Linked DNA regions of Mus musculus: region 2 is linked to region 1. Evidence: chromatin contacts called from public HiCAR-type data. All regions are on one chromosome and are shown on one strand. Each heading gives the region's core, a stretch centred on a gene start, on an enhancer-like site or on the middle of the called end of the contact. The rest is flanking DNA. Distances are from core to core; before and after follow the strand shown. Region 1 holds the start of Gem (GTP binding protein (gene overexpressed in skeletal muscle)). Region 2 holds the start of Slc26a7 (solute carrier family 26, member 7).

Region 1 (7,368 bases), core at 1,460-3,959:
CTAAGGGAACGTTCAAACGCTGGCAGAAAGAATATGGAGAAAATATCCACAGAACAAGAACCAGCAAGAGGCTGCCAGTCTCTCCTCCTCAGACCTTGCTACTTGCACAGACGCCGTGACTCTGCCTTTCCTGTGCAGTTTCAGACCCTCAGATGGGTCTAGGAGCTGGCATCCTGGGTAGGCTACTTGGGCCTCTGATAGAATTTGACTCTCAATTGTGCTTTGCAGGTGTGTTTTTTTTTCTCTCTAAATTTTCACTTATCAGTCGGTTGGAACCTGTTTTACATCACTATTTTCTCATTTGTCAGCGTCTGGCTTCTTGTGGGACAATTTAGAAAGGCAGACTCTTTTCTTTAAACATATCATTTTTGTACCTCCTCTTTCCAAAAAAAAAAAAAAAAAAAATGTGAAGGTTGGAATGAGCCCTCCACCCTTTACATTTTTGGGAGTGTTTTACGTATGCCAATGGAAACAGTTCAAGATACTGCCCAGACACACAGTTATAGTATTAATGTGAGGCTCGTGTGTGTGCGTGTGTGTGTGTGTGTTCGTGTGTGTGTGTGTGTGTGTGTGTGTGTGTGTATGTGTGTGTGTGTGTGTGTGTGTGTGTGTGTGTGTGTGTGTGTGTGCTTGCCTGTGTGCTTGCCTCTGCATGATGGTTAGAGGCCAGAAGGGGACTGTTTGGATGTTTTCTGTTGCTTTTCACTTTGTTTTATAAATCAGAGTCTTTCCCTCACCTGTCATTCCCTAGGCTGGCCAGCGCTGGTCTCTGCTCATCTCTGTCCTGCAGTCCAGCACTGCAGCTTCATTCCTGTGGCCGATGCCTGGTTTCTGTGTAAGTGCCAAGGGTCTGAACTCAGGTCCTGTGCTCGCTTAGCAGCACGTTCCCACTGAGCAATCTTCACAGCTCCCCAATGTGAGCTTCTTGCTACTCCTTTTTTATTTTTTTAAATTTATTTTAAATTATGTGCCATTACCCCATCCCCCAATGTGAGATTCTTATCAGTGTGAAGAAGTAGGATTAAGAGATGGTGTGATTTGCTTACAGACACCACAGTGTTTCTGTTGAGAACAGTCGCCAGAGCAATAGACCTGGGAGGAAATGTGGATATCTGCGTGGAAATGCCTCTCCTCAGAGACGTATTCACAGTTGGGTAGTTGTCTCCCTGCCCCTCCTTCCTTCTCCATCATCTCCCTCATTGTTTCCATCTTTCTTCTCCCCCCCCCCCCCAGTCCTTTTTCCTCATTTTCTTTCTACATCCGTGTCCCTTCCCACCGTGTTAACATTGAGGAAAAACGTGGCTGGTGAAGAGCCGTATCCAGAGCTTTATGGTACCCAGAATAGACTTTAGTTTGGCCACCTAAAGTCTTCCTGAGTGGCCAAACTATAGTCTATTCTGGCTCTGGCTCTTATCTTCCTTGTGCATAAATAAATTTGGGGCTCTGCCTTTGAGACTAAGGCACTCTCCATCTTTCTTATTTGGTGGATTCTACCTTTGCCAGCTTGGTCCCTGACAGACCTGAGGTGCAGCTGGTCACTTGGATAATTCCCAAATCGCATAGATGCCTTCGTGACACCGTTGTAACCACAGAGCAGCCCAGCCACTCCAATAGACACTGGTGCTGGCTGCTTCCCGAGGGGCCGCCAGCCAACCCACAGCAGAAGCTGGCTGGAGAAGCAGATGGATGTGTTGGAAAGGCTAGCATGGACTCTAAACACAGCATGTGGGAAATGCCCACGTCCCCGGGAAATACCCATGTCCTGGGGAAGAGGTCACTTAGCAGTGCAGTTTAAAATGTACTTAAGGCAGGTTTCATTGCAGGGCCTCTTGTTCTCAATCCACAACTGTAGTAAGGGCAAGGTTCTCCAGGCCCACCAGAACCACAGGTCTTTGCAAATCTTAGCAAATGATAGAAGCAGTAGGGCTCTCTCAGGGGATTGAGCCTCCTTGTATCTCCCCATGGCTGGGAAGTCCTGGCTCTAGGCCAAAGTTCCAGCCATGCTGAGCAGCTCGGTTCTGAGATGCGCTGATTGGGGTGTGATTAAATTTCTGATGGAGGAGATTCAGCATTGTGGCCAAAACAGGGGGATGGCAGTGTTTAGCACAAGCTGCTTGGAGCCAACCTGCCCCTTTTCAAGATCCCCTACTCTTTCCTCCGACTCTTCTCTTTTGGATCTCTTCCAGAAGAAGGAAACAAAGCAGTATGTCCCAAGTCAGAGATAAGAAGTCAGGAAGCAGGAAGGGCCTGGTTGCTTCTCAGAGCATGCTCTGAAGGTGGTCTGTCCACTCAGGGTGGCTGTAGCCTCATCCTGGAGGCCGGAGTCCCGCTCACTCAGACGGATCTGTTTTCTTGGCAAAGCTGGACTCGCGGCTTGGGCCTGTTTCTTTCCTCATCCTTTATTCAGACAGCTTACAAGTGCTCTGCTGGGAAGGGCGATTAAGTAGCACTAAGTGTATTTTTCCAGTGTCCACCTGATAAAAAGAAAATAAAACAAAATCAACGATTGAACTGTCATTTTTTTTCTCCCTCACTCCCCTCAAGGGGATAGGGGAGTCACATGACTACGAGTAACTGATTTAGCCAAGTGGCTGCAACTCAGTTTGCTGCAGAGCCGCCCCCTCCCGGCGGGAGCGCTGACGTCACGGAAAAGCCCCGTCGCGGGGCTGCCGGGCGCGCTATAAACGGCGGCGGGCAGCGGAGGCTTCAGGAGGCGGCACTGCCAGCGGACATCACACAGCCTCGGACTGCGGAGCCCGCATCGCAGACGTCAGGCGTTGCAGCAGGCGGATCGACGGCAGACGCCCACCCAGCGCCCAGTGCAGCCAAGTAAGGGGCCATGGCTGAGGGGCAGTCCCAGTGGGAGCCTCTGTGGGAAGGGGCGTTCCTGGTCTCCGAACTTTTTAAGTTAGGAAGGCAGCCAGTCCCTAGACTCCCTAGGTCTGTACCGGGGGTTCTGCCGTGGGAGAAAGAAGTTCAGGCGCAAAGGATGCGCTTCTGATGGGGGTTTCTAAATTCAATTTCGGAGGAGTGTCACCTTACAGATTAGGTGGCCAGGCGGCAGACTTCAAGGTCTGCTGTCGCAAGTCTGTCAACCCAGGGACTGTTTTTAAGACTTAAAAAGAAACCGGCTGGTTCTGGATCGTGGCATAGGTGTGATGTATGGAGTAGGGTGTGTGAGCTGAGCGTGATCCTTGCGCTCACGCGGGGAGCTTGCTGAGTTAAAAACCATAGAGCGGTTATCTCGGGCAGTCTTGGCAGAACAGACTGCCTGTCAGGCAAGGCAGTCTTGCAAGGAAAAAGTTGTAGGAAGTTGTTGAGTGGCTTTTCACTGAGTCTCTGATCTTCTAATTTACGTCAGAAAGGTGCAATTTTTAAAATAAATAATTATATACAGTAAAAAAATCATGGAGTGGACGACGTTCCTTAAGAATGAAGCCCTTTTTGTACAAGTGTGATGTGTCTGAATGTGAGCAGGTCCTTCCCCTCTCAGAAGAACCAGCCTCAGGGCTGCTACGCTAAACAGTTTCTGTAGATAAGAGGGTAGAGCTGAGGCATAGCACTCAAACAGAAACTGTCCCACTCCCCAAATAACGGCCTCTTCAGTCAGGCAGCTGGAGGACATCAGGGCAACCTTACTAAACATGGAAGTTCCCCCAAAGTGCCTGTCCAGTCCAGCCAGGGGAGTGATGTCATTGCCGCGTGTTTCCCACTGAGGCTCAAGACTGCAGGATGCGGGGGCAATTAAGAGCCATGTTTAGACAAGAACAGTTAACCTGGCCAGCTGGTGCCCAGCAGCTCTAACTTGTTGCTGATGGTAATGTCATTTCTGGAGGCAATGGGTTCCTTCCAGCTGCCTCTGTGCCAACTCCCGGTGGGATTTCCAAAGCTCCTTTAAGGACAGAGGGAGCTTATGGGCAATGGATGGATGGTGTTACTGCTACTACAAACGACAGCCTGATTGAGAAGCTAGTTACTGAGTGTGTGTGTGTGTGTTGTTGTTGTTGTTGAAAATTTTGCTTTCTAGGCTTAGGGACAGTTTAGTGGTTGATTCTTACATTAAGAATTCATACCCATCAAATGAAGCACCAAAGACAACTGTGTTGAGCGCCCCTGGGCCTGGCTCATTCTTAATCATATTGCCATCTTTACTGCTCTGATTCCTAGGATCCCGCAATGACTCTGAATAATGTCACCATGCGCCAAGGCACTGTGGGCATGCAGCCACAGCAGCGCTGGAGTATCCCTGCTGATGCCAGGCATCTGATGGTCCAGAAGGATCCCCACCCCTGCAACCTCCGAAACCGCCACTCTACTGCTCCGGAAGAGCACTGCCGGCGGAGCTGGTCGTCCGACTCCACAGACTCGGTCATCTCTTCTGAGTCTGGAAACACCTACTACCGAGTAGTGCTTATAGGGGAGCAAGGAGTGGGCAAGTCCACCCTGGCCAACATCTTTGCAGGTGTGCATGACAGCATGGACAGCGACTGTGAGGTCTTGGGAGGTAGGTGGCCCAGCCCCGGTGGGCTTCTGTCTTGTAAGCAGAAAGAGTGAGAGGGAGTGGGTCATTTTTTCTGCAGAATTGGGAGCCAGGCATAATGGTACACACTTGCAATCCCAGCACCAGGAAGGAAGAAGCAGAAGGGCTAGGAACTCAAGGTCATCTTCAGATACAAAAAGAGTTTGAGGCTAACCTGGGCTATGTGATTCTGTCTCAAAAAAAAAAAAAAAAAACAACAAATTGAAACAAAATGTATCTTTAGGATTAGGAGAACCTATACCTTCTCAATACTGAGATGGTGACAGAGGCCTAACTGCTGGCACAAAGCCTCAAGCACAAAAAAAGACAAGACAGGAGGAATACATGTACGCAGGACCAAATCTGTTGACCCAAGTTATCAAGGGGCTTTCTGAAGGTCAGGTCTGAGGGGTCCAAGAAGGCTGACTTGACCCTGGACTGGTTTTGGAGAGTTCACTACTGGAACGTTTTCTGTGACTATGCATAAAACCGAACCGATTTGGAAGGGAAAGAAACCTGCTAGAGTGGATCGATTAGTGTGCTTCCACTAACATTAGAAGCATTTGCAAGTGTAAGTAGGTCAAATGCTGTACTTGAAGTAGCATAATAACTTAAAAAACTGAGCTATGAAGATGGTGATAAATGCCCTGCATAGAGCCTGACAGGTCTCCAGATGATTTTCTGTATATGACCTATTTCCAGGATTTATTTATTTAATTCTTACCTATTTCTAGACCCACTTTGTACAAACATACATACACAACAACAGGTGGTAGCTTTTTAATATTCTGGGGTGGAAATTACAACTGGGTAGCCAGTTGTTGTCATACAATGTCCTTCAGCTAGAGCTCCAACATCAGTATATGTACCTGGAACAGCTGCACCCCCTAATTACAGCTGTAGAAATGGAGGGAGGATTGTTCAGTGTCTGTCCCCACTTTCAGTTAAAATGAGAGGAGTAAGCTCGGGAAAGATGGCTTAGTGGCGTCTCATTTCTCTCTATTCAACGTGTGCAAATCTTACTCCTCACTACAACAGCCCATTTCATGGAAAGGGTTAATTCTCCTCAGCTGTCTTGGTGTTAGGGAGTTAGTGCTTCAAGAGGCAGCTCAGGGACTGCGGGCCATGAATGATGGCTCCCTGATGGCTCCCTGATATAGCATCCATTCCTTTCCCCACTTTCAGAATCTCAGAGTCAAGGAGAAACAGGGCTGGCCTTGTGCAGTTGCTTTGCTCTTTGTATGGGCCACTGGGTGCTAGAAGACAGCGAAGGAGGAAGGAGATAATACTCAGAATGGGCGTGCCTAGTGGGAGGGGCCTTCCTGAAGTGCCTCGTGGTTGCTGATGTTTATTTCAGTCCTTTCAGAATTCCTATGCCCATGCATGAACAGGGTCTTGGGGAGGATGATTGGCAGATGGAGACCCGCCCTTCCGGGAAGCTGGGTGTAGAGGCTGGGGTTTTAGGATCTTATGTTGTTGCTGCTTTACACTCCTTCGACTAGCCTGGGTCCTGTGCTCTGTGTGTCCCTTCCTAATGTTCTCTAGATAGTACATGTCAGTATCTCTACAGGGCTGGAGGCTGACAGAGCTAAGTGGCTCCTAGGGCTGGCATCCAAACCTGCTTGTGGTTTAACCAAAAACCCACTTTCTTTTACTGTCCTCTGGATCTAACTTTCAAATGCTGTTAAGTACACAGCACACGGGTCAGCACCATGTAGACTTTGGGTACCCAGTGGCGGCTGAGTGGTGAGGCACTCAGAGCCACCGAGTGTAACTGAGAACATGGTGGCATTAGCAAGTACTGAGAAGCATAATAACTGCTCTAACTGTAATGATGCTGACAGAGGGGCAGGATTGTTTTGTTTGTTTAAAGAGGGAGGAGTTGAAAAGTTAGTGGACAATAGGCCCAGTAGAATAGTTTGCCCATTAGAAGGGGTGGTATCTATTCAGAGGGCAATACCCAATAGGCATAAAGCAATGGGACTTATATGCAACTGGAAGAGGGAAAAGTAGGAAACTTCTTTGGAGAGAGACAGGGATGGCACTCTTCCTTAACTGCGACTAGACTGAGCATCTGATATTGAGAAACTTCTCAGTGATGGATCCATCCACTGTTGCACATCCTCTGTGAGTCGGCTACATTCACTTGCTTTAGAAGTGCATCAGAAGTCATTCACATCGACGTGTAAGCTTTATTTTTCCCCAGAGGAAGGTTTTCCAAAGCACACCCGTGCATTGGCTTTATCTTTTTCCTTTCAGCATTTATTTACCAGGGGGAATGTACATGATAGTCTTCTCCACCATTTCTCCTAATAAAGATGGATGTTCTTCCAGCCTGTTGCAACAGTCATATGATTCTCTGTGCATAGTTAATTCCAGCTGTACATCCACCCATTCATCCATTCATTGATCCATTCATTTCTAAGTCATTACTGAACATGTAGCACAGCCCTTGGTGAGGCACAGTGGGAGTAGAAGGCACATGCAGAGCCCTGGAGTTTTCCCTTAGCATCTCACAATCTGCAATGGAGGTCAGATATACACCCATTGGAAAACAAGCCAGGATATGACGGTGATCTTGAGTTATGGGGAGAAAATGGAGGTTGGAGAAAAGAATTCTGTCTGTGTAAATCAGAAAAGGCTTAGTGGAAGAAAAGGTCTCTGATCTGGCCTTGAAGACAACTAGGACTTAGGAGGCCTGAGCTGAAGCAGCTCACAGCACAGGGAATGAGCTCTGGATTTGGAATGTACTGAGTGGGGAGAGACTCTGCCACCCCCAGGTGACACAGACTTAGCTAAGTGCTCTTGGGTTAGCTTCTTTACCTCAGGAAGCTTCCTCTCCAGTATAA
Region 2 (7,368 bases), core at 2,254-4,753, 2.9 Mb after region 1:
TGGACCAGTTCCATTGTGATAGGGTGTGCTCCAGCATCTGCTGTGCTTGAGAAAAGTCTAGGTTGGTGTGGATTAATAGATGGTTCTCAGATTGAAAAGAAAGCATCCTTAGCTAGTGATAGTGGCCAAGTCCTTTATGCAGATGATTTTGTCTACAGTGATTTTAAGGATGGGGCTACGGTTGGAGTGTCTAAGATCGGAATATATGATAAAAGTCTCTGAGATGTCTGATTGGAAGCAGAGGAGGCAAAAATCTACACAGGTTCTTTAGAAGAGAAGACCAGATAAATAGGGGGGAGAGAAAATCAGAAGGATCTATAAGAACAGGTCAGAGGAACTGTGACATAGGAGTCAGGTGTATATAAAAATGAATAACACAAGGTTGGAGAGATGGCTTGGTGGTTAAGAGCACTGACTGCTTTTTCAGAGATCCTGAATTCAAGTCCCAACAGCCACATGGTGGCTCACAACCATCATAATAGGATCAGATACCCTCTGCTGGTGTGTCTGAAGCTAGCTACAGTACTACAGTACACACATAAATAAAATAAATAATAAATTGTTTTTAATGAATAACACCTATCTCACACTTTATCACTCAGGATACTTTTCATTAGCTTGGTTTTAAATTCATTTCTAAAGACAGAGAAAGCAAGAGTGGTTTCTAGTAGAACTGTATCTACTTGCAGGACCTATAGATCCTGAAGACATTGAATTCAGAGCATGGCTTCACATATCAGTAGTAGTGAAAAAGGATCTGTTTCTATTGTTCGCACTGTGGTAGAAGAGCAAGCTTTATTCCTTCTTCCTTCCAAGTCCCCTTTATACTAGGGGTGATAACAAGCGTCAACATAGAGCAGCAGGGAGTCACTGTCTGCTTGTTCCCCTTGCTGGGACAGCTTTTCCTGTCACTTCTACTTTGACTCAAAACCTCAGAGATGAAACTTGAAGATAGACCTTATTTGCAGAGACAGACAGTCAACTTTTCCAAAACCTCTCCTATTACAAATAACATTGGTATTACAAAAGGTCTGATGATTTTGGCTGTATGGAGAATAAAATGAAAACGTTGAGCATGTTGGCTTTGGAAGTGGAGGAGTCCTGACTCCTCCGCTTCTCAGGTATGAGGGCCTGAGAAACTGACTGCTTTAAGCCTCCAATGGAAAGGCAATGTTAACTCTGGATTCTCTTAATAGAAGAGGTTGAAAAAGAATTAGAAATGCATATTTGAAAAAGCTCTTTGCAAGAATTCATCTTTTCTGACAACAGAAAAAAAAAAAAAAAAAAACCACCAAGAGTCTTCCTAGCAGTGTAATTGTCAGCATACAGAACATGTGACCTGATCCAAACTTCTCATGGAACCAGGCTAAGTAAGTGTCTTGCTTCTCATCAGCTTATCAATGTACTTCTTCCTAATCAATGTAATGCATGATCATTAAAGTCTCCCAAAAGCTAAACCAAACTAACTACCAAAGGCTTGCACATAAGCCATATCCTAGTGACGAGCCTAAGGGAGCTGTATCGCATTCCCGGATGCTCTTGGCTACTGGGTGCTTTTCAAACATAAAAAGACAACTACTGCTAAAATCGTAATTATTCCACTTTTATTTTATATTAAATAACAGCAAAATAAATTTATGGGATATGGTGAAACTAAACATCTGGGGACAGAAAACTTGCTTAAGTCCATCAGCTAAATTTTCAAATGACATAGGATGTTTCATCTGGAATTTAAAGTCAAATAAAAGAAAGGCTGGGGATGCCCCAGGTCTGTTATTACTTTTTTATTTTTTAAAGATTACTATACTTTTGCTATTGGCAAAATGGTCATTAAAAATACAACACAGAGTTAAGCAGTAAAATTGTATTCCATAAAGATAGCACTGTGGATCTTAAACCCCCCACCCATGCAGATGTTCCTAATCAGACTGAAAACACAAATTCACAAACCAGTTTGTTCCAGCTACAGAATAATTTCATTAAAAGCATACTTATAATTGAACAGAAGAAATAATAGTTAAAGCCAGGGAGGTAGTGAGACTGCATGGAAATATAATCACTAGGAGTCTTTGCCAAGAAAGCTGTTCCAAACCTTTAAAGCTGGGAAGTTGAGAAATCAGTTCCTTTTCTGGCTACAGGTAGAACATTACTACCTGAATCAGCCAAAACTCGTGTGGACATACCTTTAAGGAAAGGAGGTACACATACACACACACACACACACACACACACACACACACACACACACACACGAGTGTCATTTTTAAAAATCTGTTCTGGGGATGTTTTACCATGTTATATTTCTCACTGAGACACGAGTTCTGTGGGGACTGCACCTCAGAATTAAACACGCACAGTGCAGTCCACACAAGCTCTGAGGATGCAGGATTCTTCGCTTTGCAAGTAGTGATCTTGGCAATAAGCCTCCTTCATGCACAAAAAGCTTTGTTCTCTGCTATAGCAAGTCCCATGGCTACAGCAGGTAACTGTAACTGTGTGCTGCTAACTGGGCTCATGAGCAATTGTATTCAGGACAGGAAATGTTTTATAGCTTGATTTGATGAAGGTGGGAAATTATGTCAGCACAGTGAAATCATAAAAGCTCATTTCTCACAATCACTGATCCATTACTCTGAACCAATATGAAATTTAACATTGCAAAATATGTAATTCCATTCAAGGGTTACTGCTTAATTGCTTAACTCCTAGCCAGGGGTAGAAAAAAGCCAAGTAATTTTAAAAGCAATTAGGAAAATCACACACAGAAACATCTACTCTGCTTATTTTCCTAAAATTAGTAACCATTTTATTAAGTCTGCTTCACTAGCTACACTGTCACCCCTCAAACATAATCCCCATCCAAGAAGCAAAGTGACATCCACTCTGCAGAAGACTGTAAACCCAAATGCACACTTACCTTGTGCCACCTGTTGAACTGCCAACATTATCCCAGACACAGTGTCTGGAAGCAGGTTTTCCTTCAGATTGTACTGCGGTGCCCATTCCAAGATAGGTAGGCGCCTCTTACACCACTGCTTAATGTCTTCTCGGTGGGGGGTGTGCATCTTGCCCCACAGCACGCTTCTCTTTTTCCTCTTTGCTCCCGTCATTTTTTCAGATTTTCAGATTCCCTCCTGTAGTAGTCAACTTCTTCAAGCAAGGGAGAGAGAAAAAAAAAAAATCGTTGGAGAACACCTCCTTTCGATGCCAGGCTCCAAATCGTCTGTGGTTTACAATGTCAAAGCTATCCAGAAAATAAATGTGAGAGAGAGAGAGAGAGAGAGAGAGAGAGAGAGAGAGAGAGAGAGAGAGAGAGAGAGAGAGAGAGAAACAGAAACACGAATGGATGCAACTGAGCTGTATGCCTTACTGTGGTTCAGCTAATTATTCTAGATAAAAATTATAGACTCAAACCTTAAATTCTTATCTGAATAAGGAATGGTTTCTGTTCATGTAATACTTTTCTGAACTTGGAAAAGTAATAGGTTCGGTGGTGAGATAGTTACAGCTCCCTTGCCAGTAATTCCCTTTATATTCACTGTCGTCTTATGTTTTTGGCTGCATTCCCAATGGTTAATGAGGTAGTTCTGGGCGTGTGGTGGAAGTGGGCTGGGCTATGCTAATGAAACCAGGAAGGATCCAGCCAGCCCAGCGTCTCCTACAAGCAGAAGCGAAGTCCCGACTGCCAGAGGATTTTCTGTAAAGAATATGCTACAGCCACACTTCTTTGTGAGGTATATATTTCCAACATCACTAAAAATTGCCAATTCCATAAAAGTCGGAAACATGATAGGGGACTACATGAGTCCTTGTCATTCTATTCTCTGGAATATGAAGTTTTCATTCATAGAAAAAACATTCAGATAACCACTGTGCCATCTGAGAAAGGACTAGCTAGTTCTTATAAACAAACTGAAATTTCATCTCCTGGGCTAAGGATTTAAGTATCACAATGAGCAAATATTTGTGGCTAGAGTTTATTTTTCTTCCTGTCTCTGCTCATTCACTTTTTACTGATTGTTTCTCTATGTTTTTAATTAACACACTTATGTCATTGTAAATAAAATTTATTGAGAAATTCAGTATCATTAAAACTATTGTTTGAAGCGGCACGGGTGTGTGCACGTGCGTGCACATGTGTGTGTATGTGTGTAATAGTATTTTTGTTGATATAACTTTTAGTAGAGCATTCTTTTAAAAGCTAGTGTTACATTTATAACAGAATAGACTGTCAAAGATTTTATTATAGTATTATTTCCCACAGCCTCCAGAAGAATAAGTCTGTATTATGGTCTGAACCATTGGAATTAACCCCAAAAACCAATATTCTAACTAAAACCGTGAAGCCAGAAGAAAGAAAAGCAAGCATGTAGTTATTTACAGTGCTTTCTAATGTCCGTTTGTCCAGAGACTAGACATCAGATGCTGGAAGCTATTACAACAGTAAGAACTTAGACCCTTTATTCTCCACAGGATTCCTGCTGTGTTTTTCCCATTAATTACATTAAGAGAAAGAGCTACTTTCTCAACTTCAAAAATATGTCCCTTGCTTGTAACATATGTAATACTTGGCAATACTTTTTTTTCAAACTCCATGAATCCTAAATAGATCTAGAGATATACATTTATATGAATGTGTGAGATTTTTTTTCTGTATTTCTCTGTTATTTTCATGACATGACATTTCTAACACTTCAATATATTTCTAACTCAGGGTCAAGCTAAAGGTTAGTAGAGGAGTCTTATGGCTGAGATGAAATTCAGTGGAATAGCTACTGCCTACCATGCATGAAGCCCTTGGTTCACTCCCTAGCAAACAAAGAGGGAGAAGGAGAGGGGAAGAATCTATTTCAGAGAGGAAGCTGCAAATGGTAGCATTTTAAACTTATTGTGTGATCTAAAAATAGCCTGAGGAGATAATTGCAAATGCACACAGTAAGAAACTGTAGGCTGGCTTTCCTTCCTGTGTGGCAGTCTCTCCCTTTAGTGCATGTGTGCACAAAAGTCAAAAATTATGTACATACTCATTGTGTGTTAGTTTCCTAAGATAAACATGAAATTTAAAAGAATTCAAACCTAGGCTGAAGAGAGAGAGAGAGAGAAACTGAATGGCTCACCAGACAGTTCCTAAGAGAATAAATGTTTCCTAAAAATCCTAACGTTTAAATCTGGAGCTCAACTTCCATATCTTTCCAAGCCAACACTATTTAAAGCCTGTCTAAACCTCGCTCCACAGCACAGTATCAGTCTTATTTGTAATCAGTAATGCCAAACAAAGAGAGCTTTATGAGGAATTTCTTCACACACATGAAATTCTCAAAATGACTAGGCCAGTGCATAAAATTCAGGAGTAATAACATTTATTTGAAAGTTTCAGTGACTGAAGGTACTTTGATGTTCAATACTATATACCACCCATATGGGCCATCTCTTCCCTGAATGTCCAGCGAGCACCTACAGACATCACAAGATTTTCTGAATGTCTTCTCCTTCAGATATGGACCAACAGGACAGCTCTTCTTCCTAAAACATCATTTGAATGACATCATTAACATGTGTAAATTTCTGTAACCTCCGTTAAATTCCAACCTATTAACAAAAACAATGGAATTCTCCTGTCCTGCCTGCTGCTCCCAACTAGCTCATCATGAACTCTCCCCCAACAAGTGCGCATTAATCGGTCACTGCGAAGGAGGAAAGGAAGGAGAGTGTAGGTATTACATATGCTTTAGGAGATACTTAATGAAGGAAATGGAAAAAGGTATAACTAACATTCTATCGGGGGGGGGGGGAAGGTAAATTAATAATGAAGTCACACAGAAAGAGTTGGATGCTAAGGAACAGGGGAATTTCATTAACATTGAGGGCAAATTCATCCCATCCTGCCCAGACACTTGTGTTCCAGCAAGAAAGAGTTAATGACCTGCCATGTACTGACATCACATCTTTTACTGCCAGCATTGAGATTCATCCACATATGGACGAGCTTTTATGAAAATCTACATCTTCCATGAACACTTCCCTGGCTCCACAGCATTCTGTTCCTGTTACAGGGTTAGTATTCAAGTAGCCTTCACAGATAGAGAGCTGAAGTCATTTTCATGATTTTTTTTCCCTCCTGGCTTTACATCTTCATCTTACAATTTTCTTCTGACTCACTCATAGTGTAAATTCTTTATAAATAGGGCTTATTCATATCATTTTCTTTTTTCCTTATGATCAACTGGAAGAAACTACAGACATATCACCCACTAGATAGTGATGAATACAATAGCCCTCCTACAATGGCTCAAGGATCACTTAGCCTGTTGCAGCATAACTGCCACACTGTGCTCTAAAAGCATAGAGATAGTAGAGCAGAGAGAAAACAAGTGAAAAAAAAATAGGGAGAGCTTTTGTCTTTGCTTGCTCAACTCTTCCTTGCCCTTTCAAAATCTAAGAAATGTTCTTGTTTTTAACACAGTCCTTTTCTTTATAGTATAGAAGCTGGATTGTTGAGAAGGAAAAACTGAATGGGACGTGCACAGAGGGGGAAGGCACAAGTGACGCAGCATCCCTCCTGGCTGGAGACTTCGCAGGGTGGGGGGCTGGCATTGAGCACACTCAAAGCCGTTATGACATATAAGGGAACCGGGCCAGGCTTGAGTGAGGTCAGAGTCTTTTGAGAAATATTAAGCTGGCTATAAACTGGATCACGTTCCCTGGGTTTTGAGAGACATACGTAAAGATTGGCATATGAAATTTGATTTCAGCATGGTGCCTCACCTGTGCAGGGAAGGAGCACCAGAAGCACTGATAGATGCCTATCCAAGTGATACTGGAAACACAGACTCACAAAGCATGGCCCACAGCAGTTTCTAACTCATGTCTACCACATGAGGTTGGTATACAGTATTTCTTTTTTTTTTTTAACTTTTCTCTTTTTTTCAATTTTTTATTAGATATTTTCTTCATTTACATTTCAAATGCTATCCTGAAAATCCCCTATACCCTCCCCACCCCCGTGCCCTGCTCTCCTACCCTCCCACTCCCACTTCTTGGCCCTGGTGTTCTCCTGTACTGAGGCATATAAAGTTTGCAAGACCAAGGAGCCTCCCTTCCCAATGATAGCCGACTAGGCCATCTTCTGCTACATATGCAGCTAGTGACACAAGCTCTGGGGTACTGGTTAGCTCGGTTGCAGACCCCTTCAGCTCCTAGAATACTTCTAATGAAAAGACAGAGCACAAGGCTCGATCTGCTAGAGAAAGATGAAGCAGGAATGAAACCATTCACTAAACCATACAGCCAGCACTGCAATGCATCCACATATGGGCAAGCTTTTATTATGTCAATTAAACTCGGTACCATCTTCTAACTAATGCAAAC

What was found. HiCAR-type assays count read pairs that join an accessible place to other places.
Region 2: a contact with region 1 is called in a HiCAR-type map of astrocytes, with 3 times the contacts expected there. The contact joins the promoter of Slc26a7 here to the promoter of Gem in region 1. A contact is called at or near these places in 1 of 39 promoter capture datasets (hippocampal neurons) and 1 of 115 datasets of contacts at active chromatin or transcription factors (astrocytes).

What each region holds. Positions count from the first base shown.
Region 1 is chr4:11,701,738-11,709,105 of GRCm38.p6, forward strand. It overlaps Gem (GTP binding protein (gene overexpressed in skeletal muscle)), which reads left to right and starts at 2,710. Exons shown (of 5, transcript NM_010276.4): 1 at 2,710-2,829; 2 at 4,168-4,504. The coding sequence starts at 4,177.
Region 2 is chr4:14,618,275-14,625,642 of GRCm38.p6, forward strand. Slc26a7 (solute carrier family 26, member 7) reads right to left here and starts at 3,504. Exons shown (of 19, transcript NM_145947.2): 1 at 3,415-3,504; 2 at 2,918-3,150. The coding sequence starts at 3,110. It also overlaps a transcript of Lrrc69 not described here.